2 separate regions of the Zea mays genome follow, and region 2 is linked to region 1. The links are chromatin contacts, called in public Hi-C maps. All regions are on one chromosome and are shown on one strand. Each heading gives the region's core, a stretch centred on a gene start, on an enhancer-like site or on the middle of the called end of the contact. The rest is flanking DNA. Distances are from core to core; before and after follow the strand shown. Region 1 holds the start of LOC111258522. Region 2 holds the start of LOC100272962.

The links. Hi-C and Micro-C count contacts between places; a contact is called where the count stands out from the background.
Region 2: a Hi-C map of leaf mesophyll shows a contact between it and region 1, with 4 times the contacts expected there. The contact joins the promoter of LOC100272962 here to the promoter of LOC111258522 in region 1. A contact is called at or near these places in 5 of 25 Hi-C or Micro-C datasets (ear, leaf, leaf mesophyll and 2 more).

The regions. Positions count from the first base shown.
Region 1 is chr6:105,182,385-105,188,844 of Zm-B73-REFERENCE-NAM-5.0, forward strand. LOC111258522 reads right to left here and starts at 3,508. Exons shown (of 1, transcript NM_001357059.1): 1 at 1,991-3,508. The coding sequence starts at 3,346. The coding sequence ends at 2,909. It overlaps LOC100286315 (diphthamide biosynthesis protein 3), which reads left to right. Exons shown (of 2, transcript NM_001159202.1): 1 at 1-179; 2 at 1,272-1,564. The coding sequence ends at 156.
Region 2 is chr6:105,419,639-105,426,098 of Zm-B73-REFERENCE-NAM-5.0, forward strand. It overlaps LOC100272962, which reads left to right and starts at 3,735. Exons shown (of 11, transcript NM_001147414.1): 1 at 3,735-4,354; 2 at 5,391-5,454; 3 at 5,553-5,661; 4 at 5,760-5,913. The coding sequence starts at 4,238.

The DNA.
Region 1 (6,460 bases), core at 2,258-4,757:
TTCCAGATCACGCTCGACGACCTCCGCCTCGGGGAGGAGATTGCGCGCTGCCCCTCGTGCTCCCTCTTCCTCACCGTCGTCTACAACGCCGAGGATTTCGCCGACTCCAAGGAGCCGACCCACAAGCCGTCCCCGAGCCCAGTCGCCGTCGCCTGATGTGGCCCGTTCGAGGCTAGATGGTGAGGCCCCAGTTTCCCTGGAGTTCCTGTAGCCGCTCTGAAATTTCGCCTTCTGAAGCCCTCCGTTACATGTCTCGTTTTGGAACAGTCGGTAGCTATGAAATTTGTGTGCATTAAGATTGGGGATTGAAATCCGGCTATGAAATTTGTTGCAAACCTAGCGCTGTGGTTGGATTAAGGTCCTTCCATGTGGAATTGAGAACTAGTGAGTGCTGCTGGAAGGAATGGGGAGTATTGATTCTATTGATTGGGAGCACAGCACACAAGTTTTATTTTTTTTAAGGAACAATTGGATCTATACCATTAAAAGATCCAAACTTTAGATATATACCATGGATCCCACATGTCATTGACTCATGTGGACCCACATGTAAGTGAGATAGTAATGGTATGGATCCAAAGTGGTGATCTTTTAATGGTATGGATCCAAATTTCCCTTTTTTTAAATTTGTTTATGGGGCAACCAACCTTGCCTCCCAAAAAGAGGATTAGTGAGAAGTGATTGAGTTACTATGTGCATAAGATTTATGAGGATAATAAGCTGGATGTTGGTGAACTTTAAAAGAATTTCATCAGTTGAGTGGCTGATTTGAGCTTTGGATGTGTTTTTGCTTGGGTGAATTAGGGCCTGCTTGGATTCGTTGATCATTAGCACTAAGTTTAGCTTAGCTATTTTTTCATTAATAGGTGGTTGGATAGTGAGTCGGAGGTGTATATGAACTATTAACATCTATTAGCAACTCCAAAACTGCTAGTGGAACTAATAGTTGGCAGTTCTTCTGTTAATGATTAGCAGATCTGTTTGGAGCAACTAGTAATAATCAAGTTTGATTTTTGTGTGTTAGGGGCATGGAGACCGTTTAGTTAAACCTGTTTTAGACTTTAGACATCACAAATCTCCAAGGCATAATAAGTAACATCTGTATAGCTAGATTCATGTTGTGCCCAGTACTGTTTTGTCAAGCAGTTTGGTCCACACCAGACACTACAGTGTAACCTATAACTTTTGTTGAATGCCATCATCATGTTGTATAAGGGTCACTGATGTTTCGCATTTCAATTGTGTTTGACATTATTTAATATTGATTACAGGACGAATGGAATGGATCTCGGAGCAGGAAAAAAGGAACGAGTTCATGTTTGACACACACACCACTACGGGAGTATTTGTTTGTACTACTAAAGATGAGTGGACCCGCTGCATATTTTCAAAGCTCAGGCTGTTAAACCTATTTTTTTTTATGTGGGTGACATAGTTGTAAGGTGACATGGACAACTCATGCTATGAAAAATTTTGTTCGTCCCCACTATATATCGTTGACTGTGGCCTTGACAAATTTGAAACCCGATCGATTCTTCGGTGATAAATTCATTTATGTTCCACCTTTGTGAGTTGTTGTCGAAGCTAAGCCATTGGGTCGTGCAGACATTCTCTCTGCATGAATCTAACTTCATTCCTTGTCTGCTTTTTACAGTGATATATACCATTGGGATCTAACTTCATCCTTGTCTGCTTTTACAGGGATATACCATACTGTAGTTTCCCATCTAGCGTGTTTCTCTGTTATATTTTTTACTCACTCTCAAATGCTTAGTTCATTAGTTTAAATGGGCAAGAGATTTCGTGTCGTGTGGCCGAGTTGGAGGGTATGAATTATCTCTAAGCAAACAAATTAGCTGTTACAACCGCACTCTGCCTAGTCTGGTGACCTGTGAGCATCAACTCTCTATGCATAACACATCTGGTGAAAATACCGAACACCGACACATCGTCTGGTTCTCAACACGATCCACGAGAAGTAACCCTCGAAACATGACGAAAGTAGAACCCGGCAAGGATGAGGACGGACCCGAGTGTGGAGGCAACAAGGGGAATCGAATCCTCCACACATATGGGCGCAGCGCAGGGCATCTGAATCTGATCCAGCAGGGCCGTCCCAGCTCCTAACCAAATTCCCATCGTGCTTCATTCAGGTGCCCCCTTCCACGATATTTACGGAATCTACTCACTACGTACTAAGGAATCAGCATCGAGCTATCCATTTCATGCCCTCTCGCAAGCTAGTACAGTACGTGTTCTTCAGAGTTCAGACTTCAGGGCACCACGCGACCTGGCAAATGGCAGATTCTCCCCTGGGAAATTATCAATTGTCAGTTTGTCACTACCATTACCAGGCAGTAACGCCGGTGAGATCCAGCTCCGGCCGGGTTGCACTAGGGGGACACTGCCTCCTCAGCTCCCTGACCTCTAGGCTATTATGATCACGATCCCGTCTTGGGCGCATTTTTTGTTGCAACAAGCTAGGCAGTGAGGCTGGCAAACTACTTGTTGCAGGAAAGGTGACGCGCGAACAGAGTACGAGTGCCCCTGCTGGACTGCTAGCACAGCAATTGTGCATGGGCCATGGGCCATGGGGTCGACAGCTAGCACAGCAGGGGCAGCAGGGCCGGGCAGCATGGCCTATCAGGAACTCTGCTGCATTGTCTCACAATTCTCAAGTCTGAACCTCTGGAGATCACTGCTTTCTCTGGCCGATTCTTCTTCCAACAATAATGGCGAAGTCGGCAGATCAGAACTCGCATCCAAGTTTCTTCTCCCCCGGCCCATTAATTACACCCCCAGTCTCAACCAATCACGTCTACAATCTACACCACCGGCAGCTAAATCTAACACACCGCTCCAGCAAGAGGACTGAGAACCGGGACGACGACCAAAAAAAACGAACGATTCACTCGGCCAGCGCCATCGCGCTCGCGCTGCTCCGGCTCACGGTGCCGGCGTCGGCTCCGAGCTCCGCGACGGCCCGGCTGGCCGCGGGTGTGGCGAGGAAGGTGGGCCAGTCCTCGCCGGCCATGATGACCACCACGTGCTCCCGGACCCCCGCCGCCGGCCTGGCCGCGCCGGTCGCCGAGCCCTTCTCCCCGTCGGCGCCGGCGCCGGCGCCGCCAGCTTCTCCGGCGGCCCGCTGGTCGCGCCCCGCGTCGAGGTACCCGGACAGCTTCCAGTAGGAGCAGGCCAGGATGAGCAGCGCCAAGGCTATGAGCCCCAGCATCGCCGCCAGCCCGCCGAACAGGTACGGCACCGGCGACTGCCACGGGGAGTTGGGCGCCGCCATGGGCGCGCCGTGGCTCGTGGTCGGGAACGACTCCGCTCCTGGCCTCATCATGGCGCGGTGTAGTGTAAGCTGCTCGCTTGCAGTCTTGCACGTACGGTTGCACCCACCCACCGCACGTACGCCTAGCTGGTGACCTGGTGTTCTTCCCTTGCTTGCTGTCTTGTTATGACTTACGAGTTACGAGTGAGTTGGGGATATAGATCAGGAATGCTTTTGTTCTTGGAGGCGCTACGGAGACGGTGAGAGGGAACGGGGTCTATTTATAGAGACTCGTCAATGCAGAGAAGCTTACTAAGAAAATATATACCAGCGGTTTAAACTTTGCAAAACACACTTAACCGAATCACCCGACACCTATAACATTTATTAAATATATCAAACAAATTGCACACATATTTAACACACCATCAAAACCAACAGTTAGAATATTTTATAATTTTATCTCTCTTACTCACTTAAATTTAATAGACAATATTATTTGAATTACCCTTCATCCCTTTCATCCTCACTCTCGTTGTCGTAGGTGATCCCTCTCGACTCCTCCACAGGATCATAATGTTAGCGCGAGCTCTATATGTTAGTGTTTGTAAAGTTGATGTCAAGAGGGAAAAATAATAAAGGACCAATGGAAAAGGGTTTTATGTTGCCAAATGCTAACTTTGGCCTTACATTACGTATATGTTGGTGCTTAGGCAGATAAGATAAGATGGGTGATTCCTTGTCCTTTTAACTCGTATGTTAGTTAAATTGGGGGTGTAATTAACCAAACACCATGGCATGATGACTGATGAAACAGATAAGCAAGCTGGAGGCCTGAAGGCTTTGCGTATATAGTGTAGGATAAAACACACAAAGGGGGCTGATCTTGATCCTGATCCCCATGCTCTGCGCAGTTCGTGGTTTTGAAATCTGATCTGAAATAAAGGATCATCTTGCATTGCTTTTGAGAAAAAAAGAAGTTTGCACAGCTAGTACACTTGAGTAGTTTGTCGTACCAACTGTCGATTGGTTGCATTAATTGTTGCCCCCCCCCCCCCCCCCCCCCCCATCCGTGGATGGACACTATATATGCGGTGGCCCGAGGAAGAGGTCATCTACTAGAACTGTCCAGGAATGATTGCTTGCGCACTGATTATTTCTCTGAAAGGTTGTGCATTGATCATTGGCAGACCCCAAAACGAAAACCAAAAGCAATTAATAAAGTCATGTTTGAAAGTAACCCGATTTTTAATAAATCAGTTTTTTATCTTTTAGCTAGGAAAGACAAGTTTTTTGGTTTTAAGAAACTGAACATCTAATTTCTATAAATTAGATCGTACGAACCAGTTTTTTAAAAACTAGGTGCTTCTAAATAGGACCTAAGTTGATGAGAATGTATCCCAATGTTTATCTATCGTCCTAGCTTCGCCTCTTTTGCAACGACAGTAAATTAATATGGAGACCGAGATACGTTGGTACCAGCAAAGGGGGGCATTGCAGATGTGTCCTAAGTATATTATAGCTACCTAGCTGATCTAGCTAGATTAATTAAGTTACAGTACATCCGCAATATATGATTTCTTTTTTACACGCAAATTCATAATTCTTTATACTCCCTACATCCTAATCTATAATTTATTTGACTTTTTTTATCCGCTCGCCTCTCTATATATATTCATGAGTATATAATTCTCGCTGGACTGGCATGCAGTTTTGATTTCATTTGAGATACGTGAGGCGTTCAGTTTCCAGAAGTTATGTGCGTATGCGTGCATCTTAATGATAGCACAGGCCGGTTGTTAATGAGTTCAAGGTGATAAAGGTCATGTCCTTATCCTTAAGCGTCATTAGATAGTTAGCTACTAGCTTAATTAATTGATCCATCACTTAGTGGAGCTTTACCAACAACAATGTTGATTACGTCTGGCAGCTTTACCTACGAGCTAGCTAGCGTGACAGATTTGATGAGTGGAGAATTTGAAGCACGGCCCAATAGAATGATCTCTCTCTCTCTCTCTCTCTCTCTCTCTCTCTCTCTCTCTCTCTCTCTCTCTCTCTCTCACAGCATTCCTCTAAACAAACTTTATTTTAATAGAAACATATATTCCCTCACTAACCTTTTCTTCGTCGCAACTTTTTTGTTTGGGTTTATCCTTTTCGTTAACTTAAGTGTTATGCTCGTATTGATGCAATAAAGCTAGGGACATCCTTTTTGTATTTTCTTCAGGAGGATATATATGTGCACACAAATATAAACTACACGTAGTGCTTGGTTCTGTTGTTTGCTTGGTGTGAGCTTATGCTTATCCGATCCACAGAGACAATTTGTATTGTATCCAGAGATATGGGTACAATGTCTCGATTCTAACAAACAGTCCCAGTGTATTCTCTCTCAGGGAAAAAAGCAACACCAATGCATGTTTCGTAGTGCACCGTGTCGACCGATCCATTTGTGGCCGTGGATAAAGCAACACGTATGCCTAGTACAAACTAGGTTTTGGAGTGCATGTGGATCGATGGATGATCCTATCCTCCTTAAGAAAAAATTCACTTTTTTTCTTAAAACACGTCCATTTTTACATTAATTTATTTTGTTCTTCGTTCATCTTGGATCGGTTTAATTAATTTCCGCAAGTACTCTCTGTTCTGGTTTGGTTATAACCAACCGATATGGTAATGATCTCTTGAGAAACGGCTTTTTAATGCGTCTACACACATATCACTCTTTGTATTCGACGTGGCAGCTAACTCTCTACTGTAAAAATGAAATTTATATCAGATAGAGAGATGGAACTCAAACAATCCTTGGTCGTGGAGTTATACTGCACGTAGAAATATATATATATATATATATATATATATATATATATATATATATATATATATATATATATATATATATATATATATATATATATATATATATATATATATATATATATATATATATATATATATAGGGTGTGTATATAAAAAAATCACATGACTTGTTGACTTGCAAAAACAGTGTGGCTTTGTCACTTATGACTCGTCCAAGTTTGAATTTTTTTACTAGCAGTTAAAATTTCTAAAAATGATTTATAAGGATATGTCATGTTATGAACCATACCTAAAAATCGTTATTTATGAACTGCCCGGCCATAAATATCGATTTCTAGGGGGGGGCAGTATGTAATGTCAGTCACC
Region 2 (6,460 bases), core at 2,485-4,984, 240 kb after region 1:
AAGACACACTAAACTGCTCTAGACTCTAATTTTCCATTATCAACATGAGCATAGGCAGTGCAACCAAAGACCTTTAAATGTGAATAATGGAAGGTGATCAATTAATTAAATAACATTTTGTGGAAGCTGCTTGAGCCCAAAAATGTCTATCCATATCAACATTGAACAACATGCGACGAGCCTTGGAGATGATGGTCATGTTCATCCTTTCTGTTACTCCATTCTGGTGTGGGGTATATGGAATGGTGTGGTGCCTCATAATACCTTCCTATCTGCAGAAAGACTTAAAAGCATCTGAACAAAAATCCATGCCATTATCATTACACATAACATTTACCTTCTTCTCGGTCTACCTTTCTACCATAAATTTCCAATCTTTAAAAGCATCATATTTGTGTTTCAAAAAATAAGGCCACACCCTTCTCGAGTAATCATCAATAATTGTAAGCATATAACGACAACCACCAAGAGAAGTTTTCCTAGAGGGTCCCAACAAATCATCATGCACATAATCCAATGTCTTTACTTTTATTAATAGCATTATTAAATTTTACCCTCTTATGCTTACAAAAAATACAGTGCTCACAGAAATCCATATCCTTGCTGTTATATCCTTTGAGAAGGTATCTCTAGCTCAACTCTACCTTGCTAAGATCACTTTTCATATGCCCAAAAAGCATATGTTATATCTTAGAATCAATGCACTTATCAGACGTAACAACAGTAATGGGAAAACAACATCATCGGCAATATCAACATGTTTAGAAATATCAATAGCATCAGAAACGACAACAACGATACCAATAATAGTATCACCTCTGAGTACATATAAATTTGCTGCTTTCATATCACCTTTCAAAATAATGAGAGAGCCTTTTGATACCTTCAAAACTCCACCTGAAGTGGAGTACTTATACCCTTTGAGATCAAGGGTACTCAACGAGATGAGATTTCTGGACATGGTTGGAATGTGCCTCACATATGTCAATGTACGAATCATGCCATCATGCACTCTGAACTAAACAGATCCATAGCTAATGACCTCACACGCGGTTTGTCTCCCATTCGCACAACTCCTCCATTCTGCGCAGACTCATAGGTACTAAATATTCTCTATTAGTGAACACATGATATGAGCAAGCAGAATCAAGAATCCATTTTGAGGATTTACCCTGATTAGATATTTCACTAGCAACAAAAGCATTATCATCATCTTTAGATATGTTCCTTTTTGAGGATTTACCGTTTCTTTTTTCTTCGTTCTTCAGCTTCCAGTAATCTTCAATAAAATGATTAGTCTTCTTGCAGTACTTGCAGAACTTATCATTCCTTTGGACTTAGAATGTCATTTGCTTTTCCATCGATTTCCAGGCTTCGAACTTCTGTGCTCATCCCTACCCTGAACTGCCAATGCAGTGAACCATCTGTTTCATCTTCTCTTTCTGCGAAAGAGCCTCACATACTTCTTGTAGGGTTAGTTCATCATGACTGTATAGAATTTGTCGATGTTTTGAATTAGTACTGCGTGCCCTGGTTCAGATGGGTGATGCAAGAAGACACATGTTTTATCCTGGTTCGAACGAGAGAAGGCCCTAGTTCCAGTAGAGGGGGATGAGACTTATATTATCTTGCACCTAAGTGATTGTAGTAGGGTGTACAAGCTAGTCGGGGGAGGGAGTGGATCCCAAGTCCTTGGTGATGATTGAGGCGAGTGCCAATATCTGTTGAGGAGGGTGAAATCCGGTGAAGAGTTCTTCTCGTGCCGTTTGAAGCCCCAGACTCCCATTGTTAGTAGTCTTCGAGGAGTTGGTGGCGTCCTCTCATCGCTGTTATCTAAGCCGAGGCCAGGCTCGGGCGAACGGAGGTTCCTCCTGAGGCCTTGGTCGAGCCTGCGGGGCATGCAGCCGTGCAGCGAGGGGTTAGTACGGTTGTCGGAGTGGCCTCATGCTGGGTTTGCGGGGAGTTATTGCCGGTGCGGTTGACCGAAGTCGAGCTCAGGCGAGGCAGAGTCTTCTCCTGAGGCTGAGGCCATCTTCGAGAGAGACGGAATTCTCTTCCAAGGGTGAGGCTGGGCTCAGATACGTGCATGTCCCATCCGGAGTTGTTCGGGAACAGTGACCGGAGTGGGGGAACAATGTTCGTTATTCTTGGGCGTGCATCATCGTAGTTGGTGAAAGTGGATGGGACCGTGGTCCCATCGCTCCCTGTTTGACTGCGTGACGAATCGTCGCATTTAATATGCACGTCTCCACGGTTCCTATGACATTTGACTGAGGTTGGGCTCGGGGCTGTCCTCCTATCCGAGATGGGCTCAGGTGAGATGGAAACTGCCATTCCATGAAGAGGGGCCCTCGCGCGAAACGAGGATTTCTCCCGAGCGCTGCTTTCGCCCGAGGATGGGCTCGAGCGAGGCGGAGTTTTGAGCGACTGACGAGCGGGGTTTCGGGCGAATCGTGATTCAACCCTGCCTGACTGCGGGGGATGTGTCTAATGATTTTTAGTACTTAGGTGGTAATCATGCTTAGGGGCATAGACAATATGTTGTGGCAAAAGGATCTACACTGGTGAGTTCAACTTCCATCTTGTCAATGTCCCTCCCCCCGAAGTGGAACCTTACCAAATAGCTGAATCCAGCATCCACATCAAACTGCCATTGTCATGTTGAAAAGAGCATTAGATGTCTTTGATGCTGGCTCTGTAGGTGTACCATAGACAATATCAGGGGCTATCAGCTGAGTTGCTCCACTCTTGCCATAAGAAACCTCTTTGGTCACAGCTTGGTTCAACGAGTATTTTCGTTAAGTCACCCAGGTCCTCGAGAGGGTATCATTGTCACTTGTCAGGAGTGATCTTCGGACCACCCATGTTGACCCGACACACCGTCTCCAGTGGCTGTGTAGACAAACCACTGTACTGCTGAACAGGGTTGACCATCTGTGCACTATCAGCGATGAGATCACCTGGGATAGAGACCACGTCAATTGCGTTGACAAATGCTACTCGATTCGATGGCTTCAAGGAGATCACGAGCGTGTTGCGGCTCGCGGGTAATATTCAAGGAATACTCCTTGAAGAAGGGCGTGGTCTTGTCTGGCTGCTGATAGTCACTGAGCAGCAGAACAACTTGGACTTGAACACGGTAAATTTGGCAAGTGAAAAATGATCAATAGCTCTAGTAGGTGAAGGAGAAGTAGAACCCAGTCAGTCAAACTAACATTTTTTTTGAATAAGGTGAGACGATTAAACTTGCGTAAAAATACCAAACAAATTATAAATCAGCTCAGAGAAAGTATTAGTTATGCCCCCACATCTTCTCGGTCCTTCGATTTAGAAAAGGATCCCAAACTTCAGATACGTTCTCGATTCTACGGTGTAGGGATGAGTCCTATAATAGATATGAGTATATGACATTCATTTGCTCCCTATAACAAAAAGATACATTTGAATTCGTATCTAAATTTTACATCTATCATTTGAGAAGATACGAGAAGATATAGGACAAGTTTGAGATTTTATATTTTATGCTAAAAACAAAAAATATTTACATAGCATTTTTTTCTTTTTTAATTCAAAAAAGACAAAATATTTAACCTCCAAATAAATATCCGGATTAATCGCTACTGCTACGGTTTAACGATTGCCAAATTCCATGTAGTCAATGTACTCCTCACTGATATAGAAAAATATATGTTTATTAAAAATAAAAATGTCCGCTGCTTGCTTCGTCCCGTTCTGGCGTTCACACCTCTGGCTGCCTTCATTTCCTGTTGACGACTGAGCGGGCGAGCGCCGGCGCCCTTTGCCAGGTCCGTCGGCCCGTTAGCCGGCGACTAGCGCCTCCCTTTGCCAGGTCTTCGACGTCCCCTTCGCCGTCGACTGGCGCCCAGCAGCCAGCAGGTCCGGTCGCCCCTTCTCGTCCTTCCTGCAGTTCGAAAGCGAGCATCGAAACCCTAAAGCAAGCTACTTGTATTTGAATCTGGCACAATTGCAAGTGTACACATGTATTGTGCCTACTAACTTAAATTTTCTATTTTTTTGGGATTTCCTTAATCCGTTGCACAATTCATGCGGGTTGCTTCAATTTAGGTTTGTATTCTGCAGTCTGCTGCATACTTGTAGCAGTAGCACCATTGAATTGTTTCATGGTTTACTTTTGAAAATAATATGGATAGCTTGTTATTGAGCAGCAGATCCTTTTCTATCTGTCGTGTTCTGTCTGCCTGGTACATTTGGAAGAATGGGGGTTTACCTTAGCACTCCGAAAACTGAGAAGGTATCCGAAGATGGGGAAAATGATAAACTTAAATTCGGAGTTTCATCTATGCAAGGGTGGCGTACAACTATGGAAGATGCTGTAAGTTTCTATTCATCATTTACATTTGCTTCTTGTGATTTTCTTTGTTGCTTGTTCCTAGCCTTATGCGTCTTACCTGGATACTGACACACCGACACAAGTGATGGAATCCGACTCAGACTCGGATATCCAACTCAGCATGATTTTACTCAACTTCCCAATTGTGACTTGGAATCCAATTGGGTGTGAAGAGTCTGATTCGCCAAAAATAAATGTGCTTTCAATGTCCAGGTTACTGGGTGTGCTTATATGGAAACTTGTAGAATGTCCTAGGAAGTAGAGAATAAAGAACTACCAAATATTGGTGCAAAGTCTTTTCACAAATAGTACTCCCTCCGTTCTTTTTTATTTGTCACGGTTTAGTGCAAAAATGAACTAGCGGGCGGCAAATATTTGAGAACGGAGGTAGTATTGCTGTATTTTTTGAATAGAGTGAAGGGTACTGGTGGACAACCACATACATTATTATATAAATAGCTTAGGAGATACCTGGCTACTGACTGTAATTCATAGCAGAGCTATGCACCTGAGAGAAGTGGTGTCTTGTGTTTGTTGAATTTTGAACTAAAACGAATACTTGCCTTTAAGAATAAATTATTCGTTGAACTTAGCCGGGCTAATTCATGAGTTGAATGGTGAGTTTTTGTTTCTGTCTGTGATATCCTGTCCTGATGTTAAGAATGGCATAAAATGGATTATCTCTTTCTTTGTTTTTAGACCACCATATTCTTCAGATGTTGGATTGCTAATGCTTCATAATCTAAACATTGTGTTTGACATTATACTGAAAGATTGGCTATACTCCAACCTTGAAGGCTGGAATCAACTTAGAGGAGAAATTTTGAATGTGCATGAGATATCTTGTTGAGTATAACTGCTAAGGGAGAAGCTGTGACTTTTTTCTTAGCATAGTACTAATACACTTCTTGATATGATTTATCTGAGAGGTTGGAATCTCATAATTTTTTATTAGTTTATTATGATCGTGTTTGTTCAGTATCCTATGCAATTTCTAAGCCTCTATGCAATTTTCCAGCACTCGGCTTTGCTAGATCTCGACAATGACACTGCGTTTTTTGGTGTTTTTGATGGACATGGAGGTAACTAAATGCAAAGAACAGTGCCTTTTCAGCATCTATGGTTGATTCCACATCATACCAAAGTGGGCCATTGACTCCATATTGCTTTTTTGTCTCAGGAAAAGTAGTCGCCAAATTCTGTGCAAAATATCTACACAGAGAAGTTCTCAGGAGTGAAGCCTATGCAGCTGGTGACCTGGGTGCTGCTGTCCACAGAGCTTACTTCAGGTATAATAGCTTCTTTTTTAGCATGTCTACCTTCTGACCACTTCATTGGTAATTTGGAGCAAATGATGTGAACAGAAATTATGATTGTGTTGTTTCAGAATGGATGAAATGATGCGAGGTCAAAGAGGATGGCGGGAACTTCAAGCACTTGGAGATAAGATAAATCAGTTTAGTGGCATAATAGAAGGCTTAATTTGGTCTCCTAAAGCAAGTGATTCAAATGATAGACATGATGATTGGGCTTTTGAGGAGGTACTCGTGGAACTGGCATGGATCCATAATTCTATAATCATGTTACTATGTCATCGAGAGCATGCCATCTGCCTTTTGTATTAATTTGGCAGTCATTGTATTTCTTTCTGAAAGTGATGCATTACTGGATTATCATTAATAAAGTTTGTTTCTCTTTATCTTTTGCTAAAATCATTCATGTGAGAGCAGACTTATGATTCTTGAGTAGATGTGCAACACTGATGGTTTAGGATCTAAGAAGGGCATGCATAAGAATAATTGTTTTCTAACATTTAAAACTGATTCCTGTGCTGCCTAACAATGTTAACTCTTGATTCTTGAAAATGATATCTGTGCATAAGAAGGAAGTCTATTCGTGTAACACCTAAAATTGATGGTTGTGTTGCATAACAATGCTCACTCTAGAAGAGTGGGTTCCAATTTCCTGAATTGGAGTGTCTTGTGATGCTGGAAAGTAATTTTTGGCATTTCTCTTCTCTTTATTGTGAGTTCTTTTGTTGGAAATGGACATTTCAAGCACCCAGCCACCCAGGTAGTCTTATAGAAA